2 separate regions of the Mus musculus genome follow, and region 2 is linked to region 1. The links are chromatin contacts, called in public Hi-C maps. All regions are on one chromosome and are shown on one strand. The core of a region is the stretch at or near the end of the contact, and the rest is flanking DNA. Distances in the headings are between cores, read along the strand shown.

Region 1 (6,247 bases), core at 1,429-3,928:
AAGCAAGTAGGACACCTTCAGCACAGACACTTTTCATCTAAATATTTTTCCATGGTTGTCTGTACCCATGGCTGTGGAGGCCTCAGGCAGGAAAGGCTGATGTCCCCAGGTCCCCGGAGCAGAGCCTGGGGATCTATAGTTCGAACTCTGGGGTCAGGCAGGCCTGGGTTCCCACCCTGTCTCCACTGCTCACTAGGTACAGAGATCCATGGTTCATCTTTCTGGGTCTTGAGTTTCTTTCTAGCAAAACAGGAAGAAATAACTCTGAGTATTAAATGAGGTAAATACGTGAGGGTAGAGCCTGCCACAACCAAACGCTCCGCAAAGCCTGGTGCTTACAGAACAGAAAACCAAGCTCCTTCCTCTTAGCCCACGGTCACACTGTCCACTAGTCACAACGACTCTGTCGAGCAGCACAGGTAGGAGGACAGAGAGGGAATTCTTGCTCCCTGCTGATCTCCTGGGCCTTTTGTGATCAGGCAACCCTGAGCTTGGGTTGCAATGACCCTGTGTGAGTTCACAAGCTGCTTTGCCTGGGCAGAGTGACCCAGACACCTCAGGACAACAACAGACAGAGAGAAGCAGCTGGGGCTGGAAGGCAGCTCTGGGGGTTACTAGGTTGAGAGGACGCTGCATCCCTGGCTTTGATGAGATGAAAGAGACAGGCAGGACAGCAAGGAGTGGAATGTGTAGCTGCTTCTGTCCTACATACCTAGTCATCAAAATCTGAGAACACCAACTGTGGACCAGCTAGGCACTGAACTCTGTTTAGTGGGGCAGACAGATACATGGGCAACAATTATAGTAGGCAGTAGAGAGTGCTGTGGCTGGAGAGGCCAGGGGTGTGCAAGCTGCCGATCTAGCCAGAGAAATGGTAGACTTGTGAGCCACTCCACTTTTCCTGCCTATGCCCAGAGCAGACATTAATAATCAACCGTAGCACTCTGACCGGGCCTGAATTTGGCTCCATAATCCTCCTTGACACAGCACTCGTGGGAGTCGCTACCAATTAACTGGCATTGGCATATGAGCTGAAGTAACATGCTAATTATTCACTGAGATCTGGGGGGGAGTGAGTCAGGGGGTACAGAGGAACACAGATAGGTGTGCAGTAGGGGAGCCATGGATGCTGAGACAAGTGCCTGGAAGGCTCAGGGAGGTGGGCTGAGAGAGGCTGGGAGAGAACAGCAGGATGACTATAGAGTCTAGACCAAAAGTGAGACTTGCAGGAGTCCAGGCAAGAGCAATGGGCACCTCAGCTCAGGCCCCCTGTGGATGGGAATGGGAGAAATGGATGGTTCAAGAGACAAAATGGGCACATCACTGTGGATTAGGGAAGGAATATAAGAGAGGGTCTCTGCTGGGGTAGCTGGAAGGTCGGGGTCCTGTGCACTAAGTGGGGTAAGCTCTGCTGAGCTATCTGCCATTCCTAAGGCGATCCCCTATGTGCCTCTGCCCATGTTTCCTGAACCCTAAAGAATTTCCCTATCCCCTCAACCACACACATATTAGCACCTACACTTACATATTCACACATACACACACATATACACCTATACCACATACACACATGTATACACACATACCTAGACACACATACCTATAACATGCCCTCACACACACACACACACACACACACACACACACACATACACACACACACACACACAGTGAGTCACAGCGAGGAGTCCTGCTGAGAGGTGGCAGGAGGCTGCCCCATGCTGGCTACCAGGCTGCCCTTCAGGACTGAGCTGCCCATGGGGGAAGTTAACATCACACAGCACACACACTGAACTCCTCTTGTCCAGTCTCTGACACTGTTTTCCAGAATCAGGTCTCAAGTAAACCCCTTCCAACTGAATTCACAGGTGAGGTCTGAGACCATTGGTTCTGAGAAAACCCAAAGCGAGGTAGACAGGCAGGCAGGAAGCAGCTTAGGACTGGAGGCAGGAGTGGTGTGTGTGTGTGTGTGTGTGTGTGTGCGCGTGTGTTATAGGTATGTGTGTATAGATGTGTGTATGTGATACAGGTGTATATGTGTGTGTCTATGTGTGAATATGTAAGTGCAGGTGTGGGTGCTGGTATGTGTGTGTGTGTTATAGATATATGCATCTAGGTATGCATGTTTAGATGTGTGTATGTGGTATAGGTGTGTCTGTGTGTCTGTGTGTCTGTGTCTCTGTGTGTGCTATCCTCAGGGCCCTTGACCTCTAGCCTGTGCCCTTTGTCTGAGTGAGATGACCTTGCTCTGCCTTTAGCCCCTCCATCCTTAACAAGCAAATCTCCAATTTGGGATGCATCAGAAAGGGGACTTGTAACAGGAAGTTCTTTCCAAGCTCCAGAGGAAAACACATGGGATGTAGAAGGGGAAGATGGAGGGACTTTGCGTCTATGGTGGCCTTGCCGGCTTCCCAATCCACCAGCATCATCTGCCTCTAGAAATATTCATGCATGCAACAATGTAACGAGAGAAGGGGGTGAGTGTAATTGGGCAGATGCCTGCATGTGAATCTCAGCTTGGCTGCTGCCTGGCCCTGTGACCTTGGGCAAACTACCCCCTGGCATTTTCTCATCTGTAAGAGGGGCTATTAGCATTCATCCCACCATCCCGCTGTTGTGGGGGATTAAATGAGTCAACACAGGTCAAAGCCCTTGGCACAGTGTCTGCACAAAGCTCTCGACAGCATTCACATGGCTGCTACGGCCATTAAGCCAGGGCGTCCTGACAGTGTGCACACAGACCAGCTGGGGATCTTGGTGTCATGGATTCTGACTATAGTTGTGGACAGGGTCAGAAGTTATGTATTTCTAACAGGCATCCAGAGACTGCTGCTGCTGCTGCTGCTGCTGCTGCTGCTGATAATGTTGGCCTGCAGTTCATACTTTAAATAGCAAGGGATGAAGCCACTGTCCACTGGGATTTTGTCACCTGCAGCCCACAGCATACTCACTGACCGAAGTCTAAGCTCTTAGTATTTCTGTATCTTGAGACCGGCTGGGATCACAGCTTGGCCACTATCTTCACACCTGCCTTTTGTATCTGTTTCTGGTTGACTGGCCAGTGCCCTGTGGTGTCAGGACACACAATTTCTACGGTGGCCAGCCCAGCTGTCTGGCATACTACAGATGCCTAATCACACATGTTCACACGGAACCCCACACGGGCGGGCCCTTTGCCTGTAGATGCCTGTGCTCAGTGGCCCACCCCAGCAGTGCCAGGACCAGCAGCTTCTCAAGTGAGGCTGTCTCCCTGTGAGCATCTGGGAGGCTGGCATGAGACCAAGGGGTGGGAGGAGGGGAGGGCACTCACACCCCTTCCTGTTTCAGAGCCTGGCAGCTGGGTCCAACCAGCTCTCTGAATACCTAAGGACCAGAAGAAGATGGCCATGGCTGAATCGTCCCCTGTCCCCTCTTCATCCAGGGGCGGGGTGAGCTGGCAGCACCTGGCCTCTGACGAGATCGAATCCCTTCTAGGTCTCTAGAGGGTGTTCATTCTGGGGTGGCCAAGTAGGCTGCTGATGCCAACAAAAACACAAAGCCCCTCCACCTCTCTCCTTTCAGACTCAGCAGACAGCATATTAGAGTAGCCATGTACTGCTTATTTTCTGGCCCCCCTGCTGGAACCAGTATCTTCCAGACCTTTGATCCTTCTTCAGATTGGCTCAGCCTCCCCAAACTTTTAGTGGCCACTAAGAGCCACTGCCTGCTGGGCCCTCACTTGTGCTCTGGAGACTGGTTTGTATCTGGGATGGCTCACCTTATCTGCTAGGAGGCAATTGACCTGAAACAGCAAATCCCACAGCTCACGGTGGCTGGGTTAACAATGAACAGCACTGACAGTGAACACCATCCGTGCTAGCCATGTGCTGGCCACCGCTCTAGGTGCTTCTCATACATTACTCACCCTCACTACTGCTCTCTGCACTGCCCCCATTACCTACCCCCTTTCTACAATGGAGAAACTGGGCTCAGAGAGGAGGTAACTCTGCCAAAGCTGCATGGCCGCTGAGAAGCATCACCCAGAGCCCAGGGCTGCCTAACTGCTGAGTCTGTTTGACCCTGACAGTTGGACTCTCTGGTCCCTGGAAGCATATTCAAGCAAACAAGCCCCGAGCTCCAAACCCACGAGCAGGCAGAGCCTCTTTCCTTCATCCTAACATCCTCTTACTATGCTTCCCCTGTGGGAGTCCTGTGATGGGCTGAGCTCTCCTTTTCTCTTCTGTGATGTAGGACCACAGCTTCGATGTGCCTGCTACCATCTACAGCACCACACTGCTTCCCACGGACCTGGCTCGTTTAATCTCCAGAGCCCTACATAATGTCTTCTGAGCTAGAGGTCACATTCATCCAAGGACAGACACCCAACATGGAAGTACAAGACTGGGCCTCAGGCCTCCTGGGTGGGACTGGCACCTGAGAGAAGGAAGGGCATTGCTCCCAGGTGCCCAGATCTCTTCCTCCAAGCCCAGCCATGTGGTTATAAAAATGCAGGCCATTTCCCCTCCTCTTCCCCCTCCAGTTTCTCCTTCTCTCTCTTCTGCTGTCCACCCCTCTTCCCTCCCACAGGAAAGTGTCCCTGGAGGTGGGCGGAATAGAAGCTCTGCCAACTCCAGGCCCATTCATAAGGGCTGAGCTGCCCGGTATGGGAGGGGTGAGGGTGGGGTGAGGGGACAAGGCTTTTAGCCAGCAGGAGCCCAGCTGAGAGGCAGGGCATAGATGAAGGGCAGAGGCTGAGCTCCACGTTGGCTGGAGTCTGCACCGAGTCCACAGCGGAGAGGGGTAAGCCACTGAGCCAGTGCAATCCTGCAGAGCCCTCTGTGAAGACGAAATGCTGTTGTTTCCTGCCTTACTCAACACAGCTGCCACGAACCACGTGCTGCCACCAGCACTTGAATACACTTCGCATCACGGGAGCAGGATGGTTTATTTTAAAATTTCAGCTCCTTTACATCTGCATAGCCATGTGCAGCAGACGCCTATACAGACAGACAGACAGACGGACAGACGGACAGACAGACAGACGACAGACAGCACAGACCTGAACTTTCCCAAGCCTCAGATTCCTCATGTGTAAGGACAGGGAATGTGACACACCAGGGCCCTTCACAGCCTCAGGACAGTTGGAAAGGTAAAGCAATGTGGTAGTATAGAGTGAATTCCAACTGGGAGTCAGAACTCCTGAGTTCCAGATAGGAGTGGCTCTGTGGCCAAGGCAAGCTCCGGAAACCCTGGGTACCTGCGTTCTCAGTATGGAGTTATTTTGAATCTAGTCAGGATCGGCTAAGGATGGGTATGAGGGGAATCTGAGAAGAGTAGGTTTGTGTGACTGTGAGACTCTGTGTGTGTGTGTGTGTGTGTGTCCATCAGAGGAGGCAAACACCCCAGACTTCCTAAGGCTCCCATGTGTGTGAAAGGCCCCTAGCTTAGCTGGGTTCCTCCAGAAGGCTGGAAAGCTGACTTCCTCCCAGACACACTGACTGGGTGGCTGGGACAAAGAACTCTGCCACCTGCATTCTGTAACACATCCCCAGATCCTGGTGTGCAGTCCTGAAGGCAAACCCTGGAGAGGGTCTCAAGACTTGACACACGTGAGCCTTTATCAAGCCCTGGTTCGTACTTTTAAAACCCAACTGGGACTTAAGGAACTAAAGAAAAGGAAATAATGAGGACGTCCTGCCGAACCACAGTGACTCCTTTCCCTGGGTAATCTACCAGCACTGGTATACAGCAGGTGCCAAGCACTGTCCTCTGTTCTTTCTACATATTAACTCAGGATTATACAGATTGAAAATACTTTATCCTCATAATGTCTGTGTCTTAGGTTGGTTTTCCTCGTGTTCCTGTGTCACAAGCAACTTAAGGGAGAAGAGTCGACTTCAGCTCACGGTTCAAGGGTACAGACCACCACAGCAGGAAGTCACGTGGTGTCCACAGTCAGGAAGCACAGGGCCATGGCTGCCAATGATCAGCTAGTGCTCTCTCTCTCTCTCTCTCTCTCTCTCTCTCTCTCTCTCTCTCTCTCCTTTCAGTAAGGGTCTTACTATATAGCCTTGGCCGTCCTGGAACTCTGCAGACCAGGCTGGCCTCGAACTCATAGAAATCTTCCTGCCTCTGCCTCCCAAGTGCTGTGACTAAAGGTGTGTGCTAGCATGCCCAGCCTCAGCTGTCTCCTTTTTAATGGAGTACATGACCTACACCCAAGGAAGGGCACTGCCCACTTTGAGTGTGGGTCTTCCCAATTCAATGA
Region 2 (5,896 bases), core at 540-3,039, 44 kb after region 1:
ATGCCAGCAGGCAGGGAGTAGAAACCTGAACTCTTGAATTCCCTAAACTGTAACATTTTGGGGTAGTGCATACATGATTTTTTTTCCTCTTAAGAGTTAATCTGTATTTTAATCAGTATTGAACCCACTTGTTCCTACACACACACAACACACACACACACACACACACACACACACACACTCCTCTTTCCCGCCCGCCACTTCTTCATTGACTTCAAATATTCCCAAATTATCAGTTCAAAAACCATTTCATTCCACCCTCCCACCACACAGCATCAGAGGCAGTGTTATCTGCACTTCCTGATGAAGAAACTGAGGCTCAGGTTGGCATGATTTGCCCAAGGTCACAGCTTATTCGGAGGGAATAAAGACTGGAATCGGACTCTAACTCCCAATCTTGGCACTCTTTGGGGGAACTCTCACCCAAACCTTCTAGGTACCCCCACCTGTTGTTGGATTTTCTTCTTTACCCCAAACCAAACTCACTGCTCTCTGTACCCTCTGCCTGGTCCCAGTATCCACGAGCTGGTTTCCTCTCTACCCCTGGACTGTGGCTACCAGTTTTTTTGTGGTGTGTGTGTGTGTGTGTGTGTGTGTGTGTCCAGGCCTAGAAGCAGGTTCGAGTTGCAGGTCCACAGCTGGGTTCAGCCCACCCAGAAAGGCCACTCCAGGGACAAGAACACCTGAAGTCAGGGGCACACACTGAAGGGTAGCACTGCTGTAGTTAGCACTTACACTGCCTTGCACCTCCTTGGGGAGGAAAGACCAGCAGACCCCGGACCAGTTATGTGCGGCTCCCCAGAATCTGACAAGAGTCTGGAGCCCCAGCCTGTGGGGGAAGGGAATGGAGAAACAAATCGGGACACTCAAGGCTTTGGCCTTTGAACAAGGGGGTCTTGGGCAGGGAGCCTCTGGATGCAGCTAAGACAAAGACCTCGGAGAGGTCAGGTCTATGCGCCGCTTCCAACGACCAGGGGTACGTCGGAAGACCAGGGGTGAAGCGGCCTAAAACCCGAAATCTGACTAGGGGGCATATACCAGACTTGGGTAGTGGCAAATCCTGTTGAGAAACAAGTCAGGGAGGGGGTCGCGGGGGAATCCTGCAGGTGCATATAAATAGGGAGACTTGGGTCCAGGCGACCCAAGGGCCCACTTGCGCAAGAAGGACGAGTGCAGATGCTCAAGGGGTCCCTGGGGCGCAGGAGGGGGGACAGGACCAGAGCTCCTCCTAGACTCCTGGGGTCTTGAGGGAGTGGGAGGGGCCCCTGGGTATCTATCCGAGTGGGACCGAGAGTGCAGCGGAGACAGTGGCCGCCTCTCTCGGGCGCTCCGGGTCCCCGAGGGTCCCTGGCTTCTGGACCGGGAGACAACCCCCCGGGGTGGGTGGACCGCAGCGCGCTCACCTGCGTCCTCATCATCGAAGGAGTTCATGCACGGGAAGTAGATGGCGAGCGCCTCGAAGGAGGCGGACAGGCTGAGGCGGCTCTGCGAGCGCTCCATGCCCGCGCCCGCGCCAGGAGCCTCGGCCGCGGCGGCGGCGGGCGGCTTGGGCAGCTTGGCCGCCCCATTCTTGACGCGGAGTACGGCGCGCGGCGTGGTGGCGGCGGCCCGGGGCTCCGCGGGCAGGCGGCGGGGCTGGTGGCCGGGCGCAGAGGGCCGGACACTGGCGGCGCGTGGAGCCCGAGACGCGAGGTGCTCGCGGCGGTGGCGGCGGCGGTGGCGGAGGCAGTGGCGGTGGCGGCGGTGGTGGCGGTGGTGGTGGTGGTGGCGGCGGCGGCGCAGCGCGCTCTGGCCCGCGGCGTCCCCAGCCTGCTTGCCGCGCGGGGCGGGCCGCAGCCGAGCTCCGCAGCCAATCGCCGAGGCCCGGGGGAGGGGGCGCCGCGGGCGGGGCTTGGGAGCCGCGAGGGTGCGGGCTGCGCCGCCACCGCTGCCGCCGCTGCCAACCGGGCAGGTGCACGAGCCCGCCGCAAGGCTGTCTGCGCCCGGCTGCTGCGGCTGAACCTCCGGTGCCCGCTCTGACCCGTGACTGTGAGTCCTCAGACTCACTCCAGAGGCAGGTGTCCAGTAACCCCGATTCATGCAGGCCTCACCCAGATACCCTGAGGCTCCCAGAGGGACACAGTCCAAGAAATCCAAGAAACCTGCATTCACCCACAAGCACCCACAAGGATGTATTCGCTCGGCAAGAGAGATCTCGGACTCCCTCACACTCGGGGACAGAGGGACACCTGGACAAACACCTTCACGGATACCTGAACAGACAGACACTCTATAGACACACAGTGACTCTTTCTGACATAGGAGCAGATATACCCACTGGCAACTTCAGAGGGTACACAGAGACCTGCAGAGTCACAGGGAGCAACAGGCGGGCAGGACATGTCCTCCCACATATTGGAGACCCTCAGACCCCACAAACCCCACAGAAGTTTGGACAGACACACACCTTTTCGTGCACCCACACTTGCTTGCAGACATATCCTGGGAGTCTCTCACAGAGAGGGAACATTAGCACCCCTCCTCCTGTAGTGATCTGTCCCCAAAACTGGGACAGTCACCCTCAGAACACTCATACCTATAGACACAGCCGTACAGACTGAGTCACTCACAGGGATGGATTCATTCTGGTGCACAGACACCCTCAGACTCAAGATCCTGAGACATTGCTGCAGGCTTACACTGGCACACACTCTCAGACACATCCTGATGCCCATGGTCCCCCGATTCACACCCATAGGGACAGATTATCAGAGCCTGGGTATAAAGAGATACACTCAATTGCAAACCTCCTCTGCCCTCCAAACCTGAATGACCAGAGGTCCACTCTACCAGCAGAAGCAGCAATCCTTTCTAATTGCTCTCCCCCTCCCGTGAAGCAGCCCTCTGAAATGGCCTCAGGAAAGGACTGCTCAGTCCCTCCTTTCCGAGGGACCTAGAGGGAGCCCCTCCATCTCACTAACCTACTTCTTCATCGGAGCGATGACAGCAGGAACCCTCTGTTTTGGATGGTTGTGAGTATTTATTTTCTGTTCATTCATAGCCAACCAAGAGGCTTAAAAGCAACAGACCTTTATTAGTGTGCAATCTGTCTAGATTGTAAGTCTGTGCAGCTGAGCTGGGTTCTCTGCTTAGAATGTTACAAAGTATTAGCGAGGGGTGGCTTGTCACTGCCGGCTTTGGAGAAGAGTCGGATTCCATGATGATTCAGGTGCCAGCAAGATTCAGTTCCTTGCAAATGTAGGACTGAAGTCCGTGTGTGCTGGCATCTCAACATCTGCAAATGGTCCTGGGCCCGTACACATGGGCTCTCCATCTTCAACGCTACCACAGGACTGACAGGCCTTTCTCATCCTCCCCTCTCTCTAACTCCCTGCTGGGTTGTCCCCCAAAGGGTACCCCCTCCTTTATCCTTTATGTCGTCTTGTAACTTGATCACGGCGGTGATGTCTTTCCCTAGTTCCACACAGTCAAAGGGAATTATGTAAGGGTAGACTAGGTCCTTGGACCAATTCTGTCCCCTCGCTGAGTACCTGACACAAAGGGGGTGCTACTCGAGCCTCTTCCCCTTTCCAGGAAGCCAACTCTGACCTTGAGAGCAATAGAAGTATGAGAATGTTCTGCTCGTAGACACCCCAGAACCTCACTCCTTCTAGTCATTCAGACACCATACATCTCCGAGCGCGTTCTCTTCTCTCTCTCTCTCCTCTCTCTCTCTCTTTCTCTGTTTGTGTGTGTGTGTGTATGTGTATGTGTGTGGTGTATGTGTGTCCATCAGTGACTCCTCTATGCCCAACATATACTCAGAAGCTGACCACTTCTCTGTCCCAATTCATCACAGCTCTCATTTCATTCAGGGTCAGAGTCCAGATGCCACAAGGTCCCAACTGTGTGCTCGGCCACCTCTTGTCCTCATCTCCCTCATATCCCTGTGGCTCACTTGGCTTCAGACCCAAAGGAATTTCTCTTCCCTCTGCCAGAAATACTCTCCAGAAAGCCACAGGGCTTGCTCTCACGGACATTCACGCAGATAGCACCTCTGCAGTAAAGGCCTCCTTCAGGCACCTCCCCGAGATGGCAAAATCTCCTGAGCTTTATTTTCTGTGTCGCTCTAGTCACTGTCTGAGCCATCCCATGTGTGCAGAAGGTGGATCTCTCTCTCTCTCTCTCTCTCTCTCTCTCTCTCTCTCTCTCTCTCTCTCTCTCTCTCTCTCTCTGCCCCAGGGCCTAGTAGGGTACTAGGTAAAAAGTGGTACTAATTTAACTAACTTATGTAGGTTGGATGAAGGAGCCCTTCACACCAGCTTATGAGGGAGGTATCCTGAGCACCTCTCTCCCCCATTTTAGGAAGAACTGAGAGCTGAGGCTTGCATATCTCAAAGATCACAGGAAAGGGATGAGACTGAAGCTTGTAGCAGCCCAATTCCAAAATTTGTGTCTCTTCCACTACTCCTAACACCAAGGCAAATTCATTCAGGGACGCATATGTGATGGGGCTGCGAGGGTCACTGAACTTGGCCTGGAACTAGGGAAGACATCTCAGAGACCCAAGAGGAAGGTCCAAACTGAATATTGCAAGCGGCCTGCACAGGAGCATGCAAACCCTGAGCTGACCTTTGGACAGTCAAATGCTACCTCACCAAGGATCAGTAGGACCGCTAGGCCGCTCTTAAAACTGTGCAAACAAGGGCTGGAAGGATGGTTCAGCAGTGAATAGCACTTCCAGAGGTCTTCCAGAGGTCCTGAGTTCAATTCCCAGCAGCCACATGGTGGCTCACAACCATCTGTAACAGGATCCGACACCCTCTACTGGTGTATCTGAGGACCGCTACAGTGTACTCACATACTCACTGCAAAATAAATAAATAAAATTAATCTCCATGAAGACTCCATGCTAGAGATGCCATAAGAAACTCATCTGCCAGCCTTGCCTGGCCTTTTGAGAGCGCCAACCTGGGACCCATTGTGGATGAACCTTGATACAGTCACAGCTGACACCTGCTGGCAACCAAGTGAGAGACACTAAGTATTTGCTGCTCCACTGAGCCCTTCCTGAACATATGTCTGCCTAGAGATCATATTTTATACCACAATGGAACAGCAACTTTGAGCAAGTAAATTAACCTCTCTGGGCCTCAGTTTCACCAAGTGTAAAACAGAGACCCACAATGTGGCTCTCCCTATCAAGTGAGTCCTTCAACCTGATGCTGTACAAGTGTGAGTTTACACTCTAAAGTCCACACAGCTTCCCCGCCTGTCAGAGCCTAACATACACAGCGAAAGGAACCCGAAATACCATTGACTGTCTCATCTTGGGGAGAGGGAAACTGGGTCTCAGAGAGCACCATATGGCACATGTGGGCAGAGCTATTGAAAGACAGAAACCTCTTGCTGGTTCCGTCAGGAACCAGGTCACCTGTACAATTGATAAGAGACTCGGGGAGTGGGGGTGGGGCTCCTGGTGGGAAACACCCATGAAGCTGACTCTCGAGGAAGAAAGACAGTCTGGGGTGTGGGGGGGGGGGGGGGAGACAGTGAAATGGCTCAGAGTGTAAAAGCAAGTCTCACCAAACCTGACAATCTGAGTTTGATCCCTGAGACCCATGCGATAGAAAGAAAAAAAACCCTTCTTGTTCTCTGAGAACAAGTTCAAGGGTCACACTTCCCTTCCCCATGAGCACAAACCAATTCTGTTGTTGTTGTTGTTGTTGCTGCTGCTGCTGTTGTTTTGAATTTTTGAGACAGGGTCTCACTATGTAGCTCTGGCTATCCGGGGACTTACTCTGTAGACCAGGCTGGCCTTGAACACATGAGCTCTGCCTCTCTGGTGCCGAGGTTAAAGTCCTGTGCCACTTTTTAAGAAAAACACGCCTAGTCAGCCTTCGGTGTGATTTCTCCT

The links. Hi-C and Micro-C count contacts between places; a contact is called where the count stands out from the background.
Region 2: a contact with region 1 is called in a Hi-C map of cerebral cortex, with 2.1 times the contacts expected there. The contact joins the promoter of Rims4 here to the enhancer-like site in region 1. A contact is called at or near these places in 1 of 39 promoter capture datasets (embryonic stem cells), 9 of 484 Hi-C or Micro-C datasets (the N1E-115 cell line, cerebral cortex, embryonic stem cells and 3 more), 4 of 115 datasets of contacts at active chromatin or transcription factors (embryonic stem cells and neural progenitor cells) and 3 of 9 other capture datasets (adipose tissue, liver and pancreatic islet).

Annotation. Positions count from the first base shown.
Region 1 is chr2:163,872,428-163,878,674 of GRCm38.p6, forward strand. All of the region lies in intron 2 of Rims4 (regulating synaptic membrane exocytosis 4), which reads right to left. Among named protein-coding and RNA genes, the nearest start is that of Kcnk15, 22 kb to the left of the region's middle. Within about 2 kb of position 2,679, at least 22 of the 459 cell types and tissues checked have an H3K27ac peak or open chromatin away from gene starts, as enhancers often do. A contact at or near this core is called in the N1E-115 cell line, cerebral cortex, forebrain and 1 more, where this site is marked.
Region 2 is chr2:163,917,184-163,923,079 of GRCm38.p6, forward strand. It overlaps Rims4 (regulating synaptic membrane exocytosis 4), which reads right to left and starts at 1,790. Exons shown (of 6, transcript NM_183023.2): 1 at 1,404-1,790. The coding sequence starts at 1,500. It overlaps Gm35886 (a long non-coding RNA gene), which reads left to right and starts at 1,884. Exons shown (of 3, transcript XR_375201.3): 1 at 1,884-3,011.